2 separate regions of the Mus musculus genome follow, and region 2 is linked to region 1. Evidence: chromatin contacts called from public Hi-C data. All regions are on one chromosome and are shown on one strand. Each heading gives the region's core, a stretch centred on a gene start, on an enhancer-like site or on the middle of the called end of the contact. The rest is flanking DNA. Distances are from core to core; before and after follow the strand shown.

The links. Hi-C and Micro-C count contacts between places; a contact is called where the count stands out from the background.
Region 2: a Hi-C map of embryonic stem cells shows a contact between it and region 1, with 5 times the contacts expected there. The contact joins two enhancer-like sites. A contact is called at or near these places in 1 of 39 promoter capture datasets (pre-B cells), 1 of 484 Hi-C or Micro-C datasets (embryonic stem cells) and 1 of 115 datasets of contacts at active chromatin or transcription factors (embryonic stem cells).

Annotation. Positions count from the first base shown.
Region 1 is chr4:141,271,973-141,274,850 of GRCm38.p6, reverse strand. No RefSeq gene overlaps it. Among named protein-coding and RNA genes, the nearest start is that of Gm13056, 5.0 kb to the left of the region's middle. Within about 2 kb of position 1,415, at least 167 of the 459 cell types and tissues checked have an H3K27ac peak or open chromatin away from gene starts, as enhancers often do. A contact at or near this core is called in embryonic stem cells, where this site is marked.
Region 2 is chr4:141,677,898-141,680,597 of GRCm38.p6, reverse strand. No RefSeq gene overlaps it. Among named protein-coding and RNA genes, the nearest start is that of Rsc1a1, 6.5 kb to the left of the region's middle. Within about 2 kb of position 1,352, at least 6 of the 459 cell types and tissues checked have an H3K27ac peak or open chromatin away from gene starts, as enhancers often do. A contact at or near this core is called in embryonic stem cells, where this site is marked.

The DNA.
Region 1 (2,878 bases), core at 166-2,665:
GGGGAAGCTGGTGATTGACAGGCATGGAGAAGTTGACTGGCAGGCATGAGAAGCTGATTTCCCTGGTATAATATTCTCACCGTGGCCCGTCTGGAGCAACACAGGACTCTCCAGCAAGGGCTACTGGACAGCCCGTCCGACGAAGCCTCAGTCCAGCGTTAGTGGGTTCCTCCCCATCACAGCCGCCAGCCTTCCGAAGAAGCTGTTGTGAGAACAGCAGGCACCACGTGCTTTGAGAGCTAGGGAAGAGGGGAGGCTGGGGTGAGCTCACTATTGAGGAGGCTTTGGCTGGGAGATGTCTCAGTGGGTAAGAATGCTCGCTATGCAAGCGTGAGGCCCTGAGTTTGGGTGCCCAGGACCCACGTAAAAGGCTGGGTGTGGCTGAGCATGAACCCTCATAGATGAGGGGCAGAGACAGAAGACTCAGGACTCTGGCAAGGGAGTCGAGCTGGGTTTCAACCTCCAGGCTCAGTAAGAGAACCTGTATCAAGGAGATGAGGTGGATGGTAGGGGAGGACATTAATGGTCTCCACACACTCACCTACCTGTACAGCACACACAGGCACGCACAGATGCACACGCGCGCGCACACACACACACCCCATACATAGACACACACCACACACTATACATAGACACACACACGTGCCCACACACACCAAACATATACACCATACATATACACACACCACACATGCACCCACACAACATATATACACCATATATATATACATACCATACATACCACAAGCATACACACCACACACATTACATGCACACATACCATACACACACACTATACACAAACACACACACACACACATACACTCAGATACACAACACACACACTCACACACACTCTCCCATACACAGCACACACACCCTACATACAGAACACAGACCACACCACACATTCACACAAAGGGCTCCCTGGGGAGACAATATGTCAGGTAGGCCTGGGTTCCCGGGAGTCGTTTGCTGTGTGAGCTCAGACTAGTCCCAGCCCCTTTCTGAGATTTGGTTTCCTGCGTGGTCGAAATCTGGACGATACAAATAGAAAGGATTCCTGGGGCTTCTGCTAAAGGAGGCGCTTCGGTAAACAGCCTGATACTTTGGTAAACCACTGTCCGTGTTGGCAACTGTTCTGCCAAGAACTTGGGCAAGCTGCTGCAGCGGGCAGCCTAGGCCACGGGTCACGAGCCTCTGAGACTAGCTTATTCCAGACTTGGAGCAGAGACCAGTGCTGAACGGGCTCCTGATCCCAGAAGCTGTGCCTTCCCTCAGCTCCTGTCCAGCCTGCGGCAGCTGCCTCTACCCTACCCCACGACACAGTTGAGCATCAGGCTGACTCCATCCACCAACCAGCACAGGGAGACCACAGGGTGTGGCACGCAGTCCTCCAGCCCAGCCCCAGCCTCTGCTGCCCCCTGGTGGCTGCCTAAGAGAACTGCTTCTCCTACAGAGTTAGTGAACTGCCGCTGCTCGGGTCAGTTTGTGGAATACCTCCTCCCTCGATTTTAGGATGCGCTTAAGCAGAGGGCAGGATTCCGATGAAACCGGACGGCGCCGCTTTCCTATCGTTTTGTGCCTTGTGGCGCACCTGCGGAGGTGGATGACAAATCTGGGAGTCTCCTTCCGTGTGGGTCCTGTGGATTGAACTCAGCTGGTCGGGCTTGGAAGCCAGGGCCCCTAACTGCCCGGCAACCTCCTCAGCCCTCAGACCGGGTTTAATCAGAGGGAAGTGGGACCTTGGCAAGTCACCTCTCAGAGCCTCGGCTAGCTGTAGAACGGGATGATGAAATCAGGGTGGGAAGGATTAAGAGCCCTGAGCCTGGCGCCGAGGTTGAGCTGCAGACAACAGGAAGGCTGACTGTGGTTCCTAAGAATCACTGCCTCCGAGACCACGAGACTCCACCCCTTTGTACAACACTTCCTCTAAGTCTTATTCACTTATGTGTATGGCGTGGCTGTGTGTATGTGTGTGTAAAGGTGTGCCACTGAACAACTGTGAAAGTCAGAGGGTAACTTTCAGGAGTTTGGCCTCCCCTTCCATTCATTGTGTGTTCCAAGGACTGAACTCAGGTCATGGGGCCCACGCTCGAATATTTTAACCTGCTGTGCCCTCTGACCAGCACAACTCATTTATTCATTTATTGCTTTGTATGTGTGTGTGTGTGTGTTTTAAATTTTATATGTATGTGTGTAAAAACATGTGTGCTCAGATACCCACAAAGGAGATCTGACGTGGGTGCTGGGAACTGAACTCAGGTCCTCTGGAGAGCAGAAAGTGTCCTCAACTGCTGAGCCATCTCTCCAGCCTCCTCTTTTGTCTTTTTGAGACAGCCGAGGGTGACCTTGGAGTTCAGATCTTCTTAACAGCCCAAGTGCTGCCGGCATGCACCACCACACCTGGCTTTATTAACTGTTTTCGAGACAGGGTCTCGATGTATAGCCCAGTCTGGCCTCAACCTCTCCATCCTCCTGCTCCAGCTTGTAAGGCTGGGATTCCAGGCACACACCATTACAGGTGCTGGCACTGCCACCTTCCAGCCACACTGTTACCATGTAAGGAAACTGAGGCCCAACGGGGATGTGACAGCAGCCGTTTCATAACCCAGCCTGGAGCCCCCTGCCTCTCAAGATCCCTGGCCTTGCCCCTCATATCAGCACTGGGCCACCAGGCCCTGCCAATGACCATTCTCAGCTCAGGGGCAGCACCAGCCAACGTCTTGCAATGGCCATCCTGGTCACCCCCCTGCACCCCGCCCAAGCAGGCGCCTGTACATCCCGTTCTTCTTCATGCTCTGTGGTGAGAATTGCACAGCTCCACTTCCTCCACCCACCCATCTGTTTGTGACAGTCCCCACAGAAGGGAAAA
Region 2 (2,700 bases), core at 103-2,602, 410 kb before region 1:
GCAAAGTTTCATTTTGTTTTGTGGGTTTTTTTTGAGACAGGATCTCGCCATAGCCCAGGAGGGCCTCAGCCTTTAGAATACTAGGATTACAGGTGCACACAACTATGCCCAGTTCACCCAGCGCATTCCCGTTGCTACCTGTGGCCGAACTGTCTGGTGTATCACTAGCAGTGCCACAGGGCTGAGGGGTATGGTTTGGTGGAACTCCTGTGTAGTGTGTGAGGTCCCGAGTTTGATCCTTACCACCGAAAAAGAAAAGTAAAAGCCAGTCTTGGGATTTAATAAAGTCTGTGGCTGACCAGAACTGTGTAATTTCCCTCTCGGTAGTTAACACAATAGCATTTGGTGTTTCCTGCATCCCCTCAGGGCTTGCACTGAGCCGCAGTCAGGACTTGGGGTGAGCCTTTGATGTTCTTGCTTTTCTTTCGTGCCTTACTTTTTTTGACCAGCGGAAGCATCACATCTTGGGAGTACGGGAGGGGGAGGTTAGAGGGCAGCCCTCCTGAGAGGACTGCCGCCTGGTGTGGTCCTTGGCTCCTCACCACTCTGATTCACTCTTACCTTCTTCAAACATTAGGTTTCCCCAGATAGGAGTTTCTGCATCCTGTATACCAAAAATGGTTTCTAGATGTTTCTTAGGTTTTCTGTTGCACGTTTTGTGCTGTGATAAGGGAGAGATCAAATCTTATGTTCTTAATAGGAAGTTAGCTCTTCCCATCAAAGCTATGCAGTATGAGCAAGAATTCATCGGTTAATTCATCAAACATGGAGTATCCCTGAAGCCCACAAGTTCAGCAGCAGCTAAACCCGACAGGAGCCTGGTCTTTAGAAGCCTCCAGTCTAGGGGAGATGTGGGGTGAGTTTTAACTGAGGTCTGTTCATACCTATTAGCATGCTACTCCACCCCACCCCAGCATGCTTTTATTTTTGAGGAGATTTCTTACAGCCCAAGCTGGTCTTGAACTAGCAATCCTAAAGTAGCTGGGTTTATGAAGTTATAGGCACAATCTATAATGTCCAGGTAGCATGCTTTTTTTTTTTTTTTTCAAACTTACATCATTTGGTTGCAGTTGAGAACTGACTAGGGGGAAAAATCAAGCCCATGATGGAATTCAACACTGTAAGCCTAGAGTTACACTTTAAAGTGTTTAGTTTAGTTTTAAACAATTGGGGGCTGGTGTTGTGTCACACAGCTTTAAGCTATAAGTGCAAGGCCAGTCAGGACTACAGAGAGGAACTGTAAATAAAAATAAAATCAGTTAAGGATGTAGGGAAATAATAGCACAGCGGCAGGCAGAATGCCTGCCTAGCTGCAGAAAGCCCTCAGTCCAACCCCCAGCACTGCAGAAGCCAGGTGTGGTGAGCTTGTATTCCCAGCACTGGGGGGAGGGGGGGTCAGAAGTTCAAGGTCATTCTAGGCTACATAGTGAGTTTCAGGTCAGCTTGGGTTACATGAAACCCTGTCTCCAAAAGAATTATACCTGTGTAGCTCAGTGGTTGAACATTTGCCTGACGTGTACAGGGCCCTGGACTTGACCCCCAACACTGCACAGAAAAAAGAATTTTAAACAAAAAAATTTCATAGAAATGACTGAAAAGATGCAGAGGAGTTATGTGGACTGGATAGGGACAGGCAGGATATAGACAGCATCCAGGTTGGGGGGGGGGGGGTGACTGATTCCCTTCAGGATGCAGGGTAACATGCAGCTCTAAGATAGGTGACTGCTCCACCCTCCAGAGCAGAACTCAGCCAAGGCCTCTGCAGTGTGTGAAGGAGAATCCAGAGCAGAAGTGATTGGTGTTGGGGTGGGCAAACAGGATTGCTTTACAGAAGTCTACCAGCTCCACAAGACATTATTCAATCCTCCATTTAAGATAGCTGGTATATGCATTCCTGAAGCATAGAAGGAAAGTAGGGTCTTAGTGATTTCTGAGCTGTACTAGGAATATGCTTAAAAGTTGATCAGTAATTAGACTCGGGGGTCCGGGGCTTGTGGAATGGGGGAGGAGGGCTGCTAAGTTTTAGGTTACCAAGAAAAAAATGGCTCAACATGGGAGTTTGTTTACCTGCAAAGTTTGAACCCCAGATCATAAGGCATAGAACATGAGTGCATCTTACATAGCTCTGTCTGAGAAAGCAACTAAAGAAGGTTTTGATTGGCTAACTTGGGAAAGGGGTGCTTCCCCTTCCATCCTTCCTGTCAGGTGATGGGCAGTGATTGTACTTAAGAGTTTGGTTGCCCCAAACCTGCCAACTAAAATGAGTGTGTCTGTGACCTGCAGAATAGACCTGTGTTCCTACAGGAGCCAACCAGATATGTGTTCACAGGCTCCTTGAGCAGCCCTTACAACCTGGAAGACATGTGGCCTCACACTCTTAACACGGGAAGACTGAGGCTGTGCTCCTCCCTGCATCCCCTGGGCGTCCCTTCCTTCTGGCGAGACATTAGAGGGAATCTGTTGTGTTGAGTGACTCTCCCTTACATGCACCTTGCATGGGAAACCAATAGTGCATTTGTATCCAGATCTCTTCATGGCAAGCAGGGCCCGATGGCTTCAATGCCCCCCCCCCCCAAAAGCTTCAGCCCCCAGTAAAGGCTCCCTGGCTCTCTACCGCAGCGGCAGATTGAAACTAGGGAGCCTCTTTGGCTTCTTGCAGTTGCCTGAGTGTCATGAGGTTTTTCTGGCTTGGACACTACT